2 separate regions of the Sus scrofa genome follow, and region 2 is linked to region 1. Evidence: chromatin contacts called from public HiChIP or PLAC-seq data. All regions are on one chromosome and are shown on one strand. The core of a region is the stretch at or near the end of the contact, and the rest is flanking DNA. Distances in the headings are between cores, read along the strand shown. Region 1 holds the start of GABARAPL1 (GABA(A) receptor-associated protein like 1). Region 2 holds the start of CLEC7A (C-type lectin domain containing 7A).

The links. HiChIP or PLAC-seq counts read pairs in DNA pulled down with a chosen protein or histone mark.
Region 2: a contact with region 1 is called in an H3K27ac HiChIP or PLAC-seq map of alveolar macrophages. The contact joins the promoter of CLEC7A here to the promoter of GABARAPL1 in region 1. A contact is called at or near these places in 6 of 47 Hi-C or Micro-C datasets (blood, embryonic fibroblasts, fetal liver and 3 more) and 2 of 2 datasets of contacts at active chromatin or transcription factors (alveolar macrophages and skeletal muscle).

Annotation. Positions count from the first base shown.
Region 1 is chr5:61,765,086-61,771,144 of Sscrofa11.1, forward strand. GABARAPL1 (GABA(A) receptor-associated protein like 1) reads right to left here and starts at 2,342. Exons shown (of 4, transcript NM_001190287.1): 1 at 2,142-2,342. The coding sequence starts at 2,231.
Region 2 is chr5:61,828,759-61,834,403 of Sscrofa11.1, forward strand. It overlaps CLEC7A (C-type lectin domain containing 7A), which reads left to right and starts at 4,269. Exons shown (of 4, transcript NM_001145866.1): 1 at 4,269-4,371. The coding sequence starts at 4,269.

The DNA of each region.
Region 1 (6,059 bases), core at 1,092-3,591:
CTTCAGCTCAGAACCAGCACCAAATCCCAGAACTCAGAGCAGAGCTCCTTTTGTGTCACAACTAGAAAGAGGGCCAGAGGCTGAACATCTAAGGAACGGGCTGGAAGGATGATGGCTGGTTAAAACCTAACTGGAGGAATCATGAGATCTACGCGATGGCCATGTTACCTTACATTTTATCACGGAGGTAAAACACTTAACACCAGACAATGAGCGGAAAAAAATAAAATTGGGGGGATTAGCTGAAATATTCTGGGTGAATGCATGGAAATGACTAAAATGGAAACGGCTGTTTTGAGGAAGTATATGGAAAATTTAACTTGATTTAGGAATAGCTATGATTCTGAGTCTGTGACTTCCACAGAACCACTGGAACAGAGCTTTATACTGAGAGAGTTCTGAATAAACGGTAGCCGTTCTGCTGACTGGGACGCTTTTCTACCATCATACCACCATCTGTGAACTCTTAAGGGCAACTACAGTTTACTCTGCTATTTCCAATACCTAACAGTGTGAGGTATTTGAATTTAAAATAATTCTGCTTAATAGAACTGCATTAGACACTGAGAAAATAGATGGCATGGGAGGCCCAACAGCCAGGGTGGGGGTTCCCAGCTCTGCCACATACCAGCCCTGTGAGACCTTTTAGGGGGTGACTTCATTTCTCTGGGTTCGGTCCTTCACCTGCAGAATGGGGTTATAATGCTGGGAGGACTAAGTGAATGAATATTAGACAGAGCTCTGAGAATACTCCCAGGTACCTGGTAAGCTAGCAATAAAAGTTAGTTGTCATTTTCAAGACAAGCATGGGTATCACCTTTCTTGGGGGAAAATTTTCAAAGCAGTCATTCAAGGTTCAGAGACCAGGAAAGTAACCTGTGAAGGATCCTTTACTGGGTAATAAGGCTGGCTCTTTTTTTTTAGCTGAAAACCCTTTTGTATGTAATTCCTGGGGAATGGAATGGCCCTAACGTCTCCTCTACTTTATAGGAAAAGGACTGCAAGAGCTTTATAAAGCCCAGGTCGCTGGTGGGTGCTGTAAGAACATGAAAGTTAAATGAGGATTGGAAAGGACGGGAGTACCATTCACAATCAGAAAATCGCAATTCCTTTACGTGTAAATTATACGTAGTATTTATCCTAATTTCCCTGCCCGCAGATAAAGAGCACACTCTCTAGTTTCTAGTTTCTCTAGTCTCTGGTTTCTCATCTCCAAAACTCAACGGTGGTAGTTTCCTCTACCCCACTTTAAAGATTTCTGCCTTCCAACTGGGCTGCGCAGCCCACATTAGAGAAAAACCAGGCAGGAGGCAGTGGAAGGGGGTGATGGGAAAAACGCCCGGATGCAGAACGACACCTTAATATTTCTTCTGTTCCTCCTCACTGCCTGCACTAGTTCCTATTACATAAACCAGCGTCCAAAATCCAAGAAAAAAAAGGTCTCAGCCCTTCCTTACTGTGACCAGGTACAATGTGTTCAGAATAAATACCGGAGGAAGGATGGCTGCCCCCACACACCCCGTAGCCAAGAATGATGAGGCAATCTGGCTGCTGCTGCGCAGAGAACGTGACCTTGTTTTCTGGGCCAGGCCTGTCTTGCGACGCCCCCCCCCCCCACCTTTTCTAATCCTCACAGAATAAAATAAAATATCCACTGGCTTCGGAACATTTCCTTCCCAAACCCAATGCTATGAGGATCAAAGTCCACCTGATTAACGGATAACTACCTAAGGCCGAAACTGATGACAGCAAATCCTCTCTGTGTTCCCTTAATTTCCATGCTGTCTTAAAGGCAGCAAACGGATGATCTCCACCTCATCATTCTCGCACAAAAGGGTCCCTTTTTGAGGACATCCCAACCCACACATCCTCTGAATACTGCTGAGTCACTCAAACGTACGTTCCAATCTAAAACTGCGGTCAGCTCCAAGGATGGGTTCTGACCCTGGGGAAATGGGTTTTAAACGGGCCGCAGTCTCAATGTTCATTCCACTGGCTCTCCTCGTAGTGAAGGGCGTTCAGGTTAGGTAATTTTAGGGATCACCCTTCTTCTGTGCCTTCGGATAGCCATCACGACTTCCCCGCCCCCGGCTCATCCCCCCCCCCGCCTCTCTCCCCCTCCCCCTCCCCAGCACACTCACGGGGACCCGGTCCGGATATTTCTTCCGGATCTTTTCTCCTTCCTTTTTCCGATACTCAAAGGGATGGTCCTCCTTATACTGGAACTTCATGATGGACCGCAGGGTTTCTAAGATCCCCGGACGGGGCCTGCCTCCCTCGCGGACAAACGCGTCTCTCCCGTCTTGATTCCCTCGGCCAAACCGCAATGTGCCTCAGACCCGCTTCCGAAAGGCCAGCCCCGGTCGCTACGCCTCCCCGCACAGCTTTCCGAAGGGGCTTCGGGTCGTCTAGAGGTAGGGGACGGCCAGGTAAAGAATTCCCGGCGGCTTTTCCCGGCAGCTGGGAACACAAAAACAACACGGCGGCGCGGGTATCTTGTGACGTCACGAAGCCCCGCCCCCAGCCCGCCCCCAGGGTTCTGGCGACCGCGGTTGGGGGTGGGCAGGAGCTAGGTCCGTTTCAGTGTTTTCTCCTTCACTCTTAACGTTCTCGAAATCGAGTTGCTTGCAAACAGAGCAATCTTCACCTCTTATTTTATTGGAACTGTGACGTTAAGTGTGTTTTTAAAACCAAAAAAGTGTTCTAAAAATGTCTTCTTCCCTCTCTTTGGCCGTTTCTTGGTTGGGCCCTCAAAACAAATGCAGATGGCGACATCCAGTTTTTTTCAGCTTGTTGGGATCTGAAGTCTGGGAAAGGCAGAGACAGAGGTCCTGAGATACCTCGGGCCAACGCTCAAGTGCCCGGTGCTTGCATTTTGCCCTTCGTCCTTTGGATGGCCCTCTCCCCTGACCTTGGGTGCTGGGCTGGCTCCCTGAACGGTGACCCCTCCTTCACCACGCTGGCGTCATCCTGTTTGGGTCCCTGCAGCAATTTGTTCCTAGAGCAGCAACATAAACAGAGCGTGACTCAGGGATTTGAAGAGGATTTCTATAAGGTGAAGGGCACGAGGTGTCATCAAGGTCCAGAGAAGTGATGTCAGTCACGACTGCTAAGGGCTTTAAGCAAGTTTAGAGATAGAAATGATTTGCTTTCTCCTATTAAGCCAGAAGTTGGATCTGTCTTTTGGGAAAATAAAATATAAAGCGATTCCAGTGTTTAACCCAGCAATCCTCAAGCATTTTTTTCCTCCTAATGCAGAAGTGCACCGGAGGAGAGTATTCCTCTCCTAAGGTGAATACAAAGTGCTCCTTGAAGGCGGGTGGAAGACCAGCCCCCTCTTTCTCAGCAAAGAATCAAAAGACAAAGGCCTTTCCAACCTCTAGTAAGGACGGTGATTCCAGGGATCTGTAGTGGAGGAGCAACAGATATTGTAAAGGGTAAAAAAGAATGAGGAAGAGATGAAGAGTGAAGAGCTGCTTTGCCCTAAACAAGTCTAGGAAGTTCTAAAAAAGCATATTAGACAACAGCAGGCCTATTCACCTGTCTTCTCTAATCAAGGCCTCAGTATCTGATTTAAAAAAACAAACCCACGGGAGTTCCCTGGTGGCCTAGCAGTTAAGGATCAAGTATTGTCACTGCTGTGGCACAGGTTCAATCCCTGGCCAGGGGAACTTCCACATGACATGGGTGTGGCCAAAAAAACTAATAATGAAAATTAAAAACAAACCCACAAAGTAAAAGAAACTAGGTTGCATTATTAAAACAAGGAAGAAAAATGGCATGGCCTTACTTTTTGATGCTAATTATTTTTCCCTGCAGCACGGCATTTTTCAAACCTTATTTTGTATGAAAATCCAGGAATTCTTTTATCACATAATACATTTATAATATTTAATCCTTATTTTCAAATTGAACGTTTTAGATCATTTGAGCTTTGACCCAAATATAGCTAAATGTCTCAAAAGAGTACTTTAAAACAAATTGAGAGAAATAATTACCATGGAGATCAATATTTTTTAAGAATATTTTTTCCTCTCAAATCTACTGAAAACAATCATAGGTAGTTTAAAGCTGATTTTTACTTTTATTTAACCACTGTCAATTTATATATGGACAATAATTTGGAAATGAAATTTAAGTTGATCTTTCTGCCTTAAGGCTTTTCTAAATGCTAACACTTTATCTTAACACTGCCCAATCTGTCAGCCCCCAAAGCTTGTTTTCTTTCCTTGTAGCAGAACTCTTAAAATATTATACAGAAGTTAATTTTATAAATTAAAACATTCAATCTGATAAAAATGTTTCCAAATTCCCTTTTTAACCAAGGACAAAATACTATATTGAAAAGTTCACATTTCAGGGACATACCTTCATTGCTGATGAGAATGGAAAATGGTACACCCACTTTGGAAGACAAACTGATGGCTTCTTAGAAAACATAACAGGAGTTCCCGTCCTGGCGCAGCGGTTAACGAATCCAACTAGGAACCATGAGGTTGCGGGTTCGGTCCCTGCCCTTGCTTAGTGGGTTAACGATCCAGCGTTGCCTTGAGCTGTGGCGTAGGTTGCAGACGTGGCTCGGATCCCACGTTGCTGTGGCTCTGGCATAGGCTGGTGGCTGCAGCTCTGATTGGACCCCTAGCCTGGGAACCTCCATATGCCGGTGGGAGCGGCCCAAGAAATAGCAAAAAGACAAAAAAAAAAAAAAAAAAAAAGAAAAAGAAAAAGAAATCATAACATACTCTTGCAATACAAGACTACAATCAACCACTTAGTGTCAAAGAGCAGAATTTGCTACCCCAAAAAATATCTATGGCATATTAGTTATTTTAAGCGGGTTGTTTTCTAAAAAAAGAGCAGGTGGGGGGAAGCAAGGGAGAGTTACCCTTTTGTAAGTAGCATTTACGTTTGTAAGGAAAGTCTCCTTTATAAGGGTGTCTTCCTTGTACCTAGAAGAAGACCGTGACCAAATCCTTAGAAACTCTCTTATTAATACAGAAGTTGAGGACTTACATCTGCATAATCACCTTACCCTTTCTATTATGTTTTGCCTGGCAAAGGACTCTCCAGTAAATGACTCTCCCCAGCCTCAACATCCCCTTTTGTCTTTAGCCGAGGGAGGTATTTAAAGTGAGGGCTTGGGACATTTTGGTGAGTTCCTCAGTTCTCCTGGGTCTCTCCGGTGTAGACGTGTTATTAAACTTCTCTTTGGTTTTCTCCTGTTAATCTGTCTCATGTCAATTTAATTCTGAGACCAGCCAGAAGAACCTAAAAGGGCAGAAGACAATTTCTTCCTCCCCAACATTAGTATTTACCCAAAGAAGTCGAAAACTTCTGTCCACGTGAAAACCAGCATACAGGTATTTATAGCAGCCGTCTTCATGTGTGTCCAAACTTGGAAGCAACCAAGACGTCCCGAGGTGAGTGATGGACCATTCTCCAAGGCCCTGCCTCCTCCAGATGGAAGGAATGTTAAAGAATCTGTGGACTTTTTTGTTTGTTTGTTTGTTTTGTCTTTTTAGGGCAGAGGGCTGCGCCTGTGACATAGGGAGGTTCCCAGGCTCGGGGGTGAATCAGAGCTGTAGCCGCCAGCCTACACCACAGCCACAGAAATCCGGGATCCAAGCCGTGTTGGCAACCTATACCACAGCTCACAGCAACGCGGATCCCCAACCCACTGAGCAAGGCCAGGGATCGAACTCTCGTCCTCATGGATGCTAGCCTGGTTGGCTAACTGCTAAGCCACGATGGGAACTCCATGTGGACTTATTTTCAAACCACTGTTATTACTCAAATCCATGTGTAATTAGTCTTGAGTTTTATCTTTATTGTTTTGAGGCAATAGAGAAGAAAATGCTAACTGATGCTAGAATAATTATAATTAAACCATATTTCATCCTACCATTTGTCTTCTTAATATCTTTCAGTGGTCAGAGATTCTTTATAGTGGTTGGGAAAAGTTCAAATTCCTTAGTAGGGAAATGGAGTACTTAGGATCTGGCTGCTGTTTATCACTGTAGCCTCAGCCATGTCCTCCTTTGCACTCTCTGTTCCAGGCA
Region 2 (5,645 bases), core at 3,019-5,518, 66 kb after region 1:
CTGGAAGCAAACACTGTTAACAACCATTTAATATACGTACAAATGAGGAGTTCCTGTAGAAACTAATCCAACTAGGAATCATGAGCTTTCAGGTTCAATCCCTGGCCTAGCTCAGTGGGTTAAGAATCTGGCATTGCCGTGAGCTGTGGTGTAGGTCACAGATATGGCTCAGATCTGGTGTTGCTGTGGCTGTGATGTAGGCCTGCAGCTATAGCTCCGATTGGACCCCTAGCCTGAGAACTTCCATATGCCCTGGGTGCAGCCCTTTAAAACAAAACAAAACAAAACACAACAAAACAAATTTGCATTTGAAAATGAGAGCGTGATCAGGTTGATTGGGCTGCCCTCATACCGTTCTTTTCACTGGTTTTATTGATATAATATTCAATCTGACGATTCAATTAATTGTACTATTAGTTTATAAAATTTATTTTCACTTCTAGAACTTTTCTTAGATTTCTCATTTTTCTTTGGAGAACAAACTTGCTATATAAGATGCAATTTTTCATCAAATCTCACTGAGAATGTGAATTAGATAGCTGTTTGCTGGGTTTTGTCTGTCTATTTATTGGTTAACTCGGGGGTCTTTTTCTCTGAATATGCAAACTATCTCTCCCCACACCCTCCTGCCTTTTAAAATACTGAGGGGTTATTTTCTTAGTTTGTCAAAGATTTGTGTAATCACTGTTTAACTGTTTTAGTCCCAGACAAAAGAGAAGACTAAAAAGTTTACATTTATTGGAAAAAAATGTAATTGTATTGGAGTTAACAGTCAAAATTTTTAGTTGACTTATAGGGTTGTTTTAGTTCAGGTGTTTAGCAAAGCAATTCAGGTATATGTGTGTATATTCCATTCCCTTTCAGATTCTTTTCCCATGTAGGTCACTACAGAGTACTGATTACATTTCTCTGTGCTATGTAGTGGGTCCTTGCTACTCATCCCTTCCATATGTAGTAGTGTGGGCACGTCAGTCTCAACCTCCCACTTTATTCCTCCCCACAACATTTCCCCTTTGCTACACGTAAGTTTGGTTTCAAAATCTGTGAGTCTCTTTCTGTTTCGTGAATAAATTCTTTAGTATCATTTTGATTAGATTCCACATATTAGTGATATGAGATTTGTCTTCCTCTCTCTGACCTGCTTCGTATTTAAAATTTTCTTCGAAAACTTAGCCAATTGTTTTTGTACAACTGTAATTAGAAAGAGAATGGCAGTCATAGACAATAAAAGCTATTACATGGAGTTCCCATCATGGCTCAGTGGAAACAAATCTGATTAGTATCCATAAAGATGCAGGTTCAATCCCTGGTCCTGCTCAGTGGGTTAAGAATCAAGCGTTGCTGTGAGCTGTGGTGTAGGTCGTAGACACGGCTCAGATCTGGCATTGCTGTGGCTGCACTGTAGCCTATAGGCTGCAGATCCAATTCAACCACCAGCCTGGGAACCTCTATATGCCAAGGGTATGGCCCTAAAAAGTAAAAAAAACAAAATTATTGCATGAAGATTCTCCCACTGTGGGGGTGGGGTCTGAATTGGCAGTAAAAAGCTTTTTGTTACCGCCTGGAAAGTGCTCCTCTGTTTACTATTCTCTAGTTCTATTTAGTCCATGGGGCTTTCTTCCTTGAGCTAATTTATTAACTGAGGACAATCCCCTGCTTCCAGCTATCCTCTGCTTTTCCAAGGGTTGCATTATGGAACTAGAAGACTGATAGAGATTAAGATTAGATCCATACCACCACTTTGCAACATGTCTATGAAAAGTTGGAAAATTTTTGCAGCCAGCTAGGTAAAAGGGAGAAATTTTTTTCCTACTGAAGTCCCTTCCATGTTGATAGGTATTTGCGAGAACCACAGAACCCCTGGCACAGAACAACTCCATCCAAACTTCTGCACTAAGAGATTTAACAAACTGTAACAGAATCTTGCAGTTTAAGGCTATGTCCCTGGGGTGACCCTAGACCCTCTTAAAAATGCCTGCCTGAGAAAGCTCAGAGCTTCCAGGAGAATTTATTGGTTGTTCCAGAGGAAACTTGGAGATAGACAGATAAGCCTCTGAATCTTCTCTTAGAGCAATTACTTCGGAAGCCTGCAACTAAAATCCTCTCTCTGCCCTTTGAGATGTAAATTGACCGCCTAAAACTTTCATCAAGGTCCGGAAAGACATCTCTGAATGCAAACATTTAGGGAGTTAGGGATGTAATTGGCCCTCTAACGTCAGTGGGGGCACCACTTTGCTTCAACATGCACCACTGTCTCCCATCAAAAAAGATGGAGAGGAGTTCCTGTCGTGGCGCAGTGGTTAACGAATCCGACTAGGAACCATGAGGTTGCGGGTTCGATCCCTGCCCTTGTTCAGTGGGTTAACTATCCGGCGTTGCCGTGAGCTGTGGTGTGGGTTGCAGACGCGGCTCGGATCCTGCGTTGCTGTGGCTCTGGCGTAGGCCGGTGGCTACAGCTCCGATTGGACCCCTAGCCTGGGAACCTCCATATGCCGCGGGAGCGGCCCAAGAAATAGCAACAACAACAAAAGACAAAAAGACAAAAGACAAAAAAAAAAAAAAAAAAAATGGAGAAGTTTGTTTCTCTTTTGGAAAAAAGATCAATTAATAAATCTAGATGGTCTTATCACATGGATTAACCCTCTCAAGACCACTCAGTACCTTTCCCTTAGCACACCCCAGTCTTTAAAAAGTCTCTAGTCTCCTCTTTTGGGGAAGTCGAGTTCAGTTTATTTGGGGCCTTCTTTTCTGTTGTAATCATATAACTGAACAAAATCTGTCCTTGCTGCTTTAATGAGGGCCTAGGGTTTTTTGTCTTCGACAACTGCCAGATATCTCCTTCACTCTGTTTGCTTCAAAATCTTGTGAATGGGTTGAGTACCTCTAGTTTCCAGCAATGATAAGTGTTTTCCATATCTCATTAATTTGGGAATTACTATGGAAATCGGAAAAGAGGAAACATCAAGTATTTAATATAATATTCAGTCCCAGAATTCTCTATAAGCTGTTACTTGCCATGTAAGCGTATGGAATGGTAGCATAACAGAAGAGGTCATGGGTTTAGCAGTAAGAGTAGACTTTGGTTTCATTCCTTGCAATATTTTTAGTAGTTTCTTAAAATTGAGCAAGTGGATAAAATTTCTATGTCTCATTTTTGTCATTTGAAAATAGGACTAAACAACAAGGTCCTACACTATGACACAGGGAACTATATTCAATGTTTTGTGGGAATTCCTGTGGTGGCACAGCAGAAATGAATCTGACCAATATCCATGAGGATGCAGGTTTGATCCCTGGCCTTGCTCAGTGGTCTGGGATCCAGCTTTGCCATGAGCTATGATGCAGGTCACAGACGTGGCTCAGATTTTGTGTTGCTGTGGCCGTGGGGGAGGCTGGCAGGTGTAGCTCCAATTTGACCCCAGCATGGGAACTTCTATATACCCATGGGTGCGTATAAATCTTGTATAAATAATAATGGAAAATTATATGAAAAATAATACATAGGACTAAAAGAAATAGGACCAGTAGTGTCTAGCTCACAGACTTGTTGGAAAACTGAGATTGTATGAGAGAACATGTAGATGGGTAGTACTTAGCTCATAGTCATTGTTGAATAAATAATGTACTACTTTGTATTATCAACCCTGACAAATCCCAAAGAGATGTGTTACAGTGTACCTTCTAATGGCATCCTTCCTATAGCTACTGTCTCTGGGTTCTTCTGTTAGTCAGTGAGATTCTTCACAGGTAATCATTTTGTTCTTCTAATCCCAGCTCTGGCCAGATGAAAAGATGGATATTTGCTAAGTGTTTACTAGAAGCGTGAGTACATGAGTAAATGAATGAATGTATAGGTCTAGCAAAGTATTGGTGAATTCAAGGTATCAAAATTATTTTAAGTTTACCTAGGCCAAGTCAACTGATGATGTCCAATTCAGTTGTGAGACTGATGAAAGCAGCCCAAGACATGAATGGTGTCATTTGTCTTACATTTGGCCTGAAACAAAGATCTATCTCGTGTGCTACCTTTTCATTTTTTATGTGACATCAGTCTCAGAAACAGGATCTGAAGGTACCAATGGGAAGTTACCACAGCCTAGTTTTCATTTCCTGCTTTTGGGTAGCTGGTCGGACTACTTGTTAATGCTTAGTAAACCAATCCCACATGATTTGACTCCTAGATCCTCTTTTGTCTAGAGGCACTTGTCTTAGGAGAAGAGAGGGATGAGCTCGCAAATGCTGTGTCAGTTTAGAAACTCACTTGAACCATGGAATACCAGTCTCCTTTAGAAAATGTGGATGAAGATGGATACACTCAGTTAGACTTCAGCTCTCACAACCTCACCAGGAGATCTGTGGTCTCCGAGAAAGGTATTTTTTTTTCTTTCTGATTTCAACATTGTCAATCTCATCAACTGAAATTGGAAGTGGAAAAGAGAGGCGAGACGTGATTTGTTGGGCTTTTATTACTATATGTTGATTTTCAGAAATCGCTGAAGATTCTTTGAATGTGCACGAAGCCTTTTCTCTCAGCAACCATTCAGTGACCAATCATTAGTACAGTTGACCCTTGAGCAACAGGGGTTTGAACTGCACAGGTCCACTTATATATGGAGGTTTTTTAATCATAAATACTACAGTGCTACACCATCTGAAGTTGACTGAATCTGTGGAAGCTGAATGTAGATATGGAGAACGTCAAATACTGAGGGTCCACCATAAGTTATAGAGGAATTTTTTCGACTGTGGGAGGGTAGATGCCCTTAACCCCAGTGATGTTCAAGTGTCAAATTTATTTAAGTTAATTATTATGATGATGAAAAATACCTACAATTTCTCTATTCTCTAGAGATGGGCACTTCCAAAGTAAGAAGTTGTACTAAGTGAGGTGAAATGCAAAGATGAAAGAATTTTGACAGGAGTGACCTACTTGATAGAAATGAGTAAATTGTAGCATGGGATTTAAGGAAAGGTAAAGCAGGGATTCCTGTCGTGGCTCAGCAGAAACAGATCTGACTAGCACCCATGAGGACGCAGGTTCGATCCCTGGCCTTGTTCACTGGGTTAAAGATCAGGTGTTGTCGTGAGCTGTGGTGTAGGTCACGGATGATGCTCAGATCTGGCGTGGCTATGGCTGTGGTGTGGGCTAGTGGCTACAGCTCCCATTTGACCCCCAACCTGGAAACCTCCATATGCCTCGGGTGTGGCCCTAAAAAAGACAAAAATAAAAAAGAAAGGCAAAGCAGTGGATATGAACAACATCAAGATACTGGAGATCAGGAGAAGAATGAAAAGATGGAAAAAACAACTTGTGATTTTGTGGAAAAGGCCAAAGAAGTCAGAAGTCTTAGGGCTTAGAAGCCCAAATCTGAATTTTTTGTATGTGTGATAATGAGGTTGATTTGATATTCTTTTTTTTTATTTTTTGTAAAGGGAGTTTTTGTATGTCAGTGAAGAAATATATGTGTTAGATAAAAATATCCCATTATCAGGACACGAGTCTTAAACCAAATGTAAAAGAAGTGAAACCTGGACAAGGGCATTGGTCTCTTTAGGAGTTCCCTTTGTGGCTTAGCGTTAACAAACCTGACTAGGATCCACGAGGATGCGGGTTTGATCCCTGGCTTCGCTCAGTGGGTTAAGGA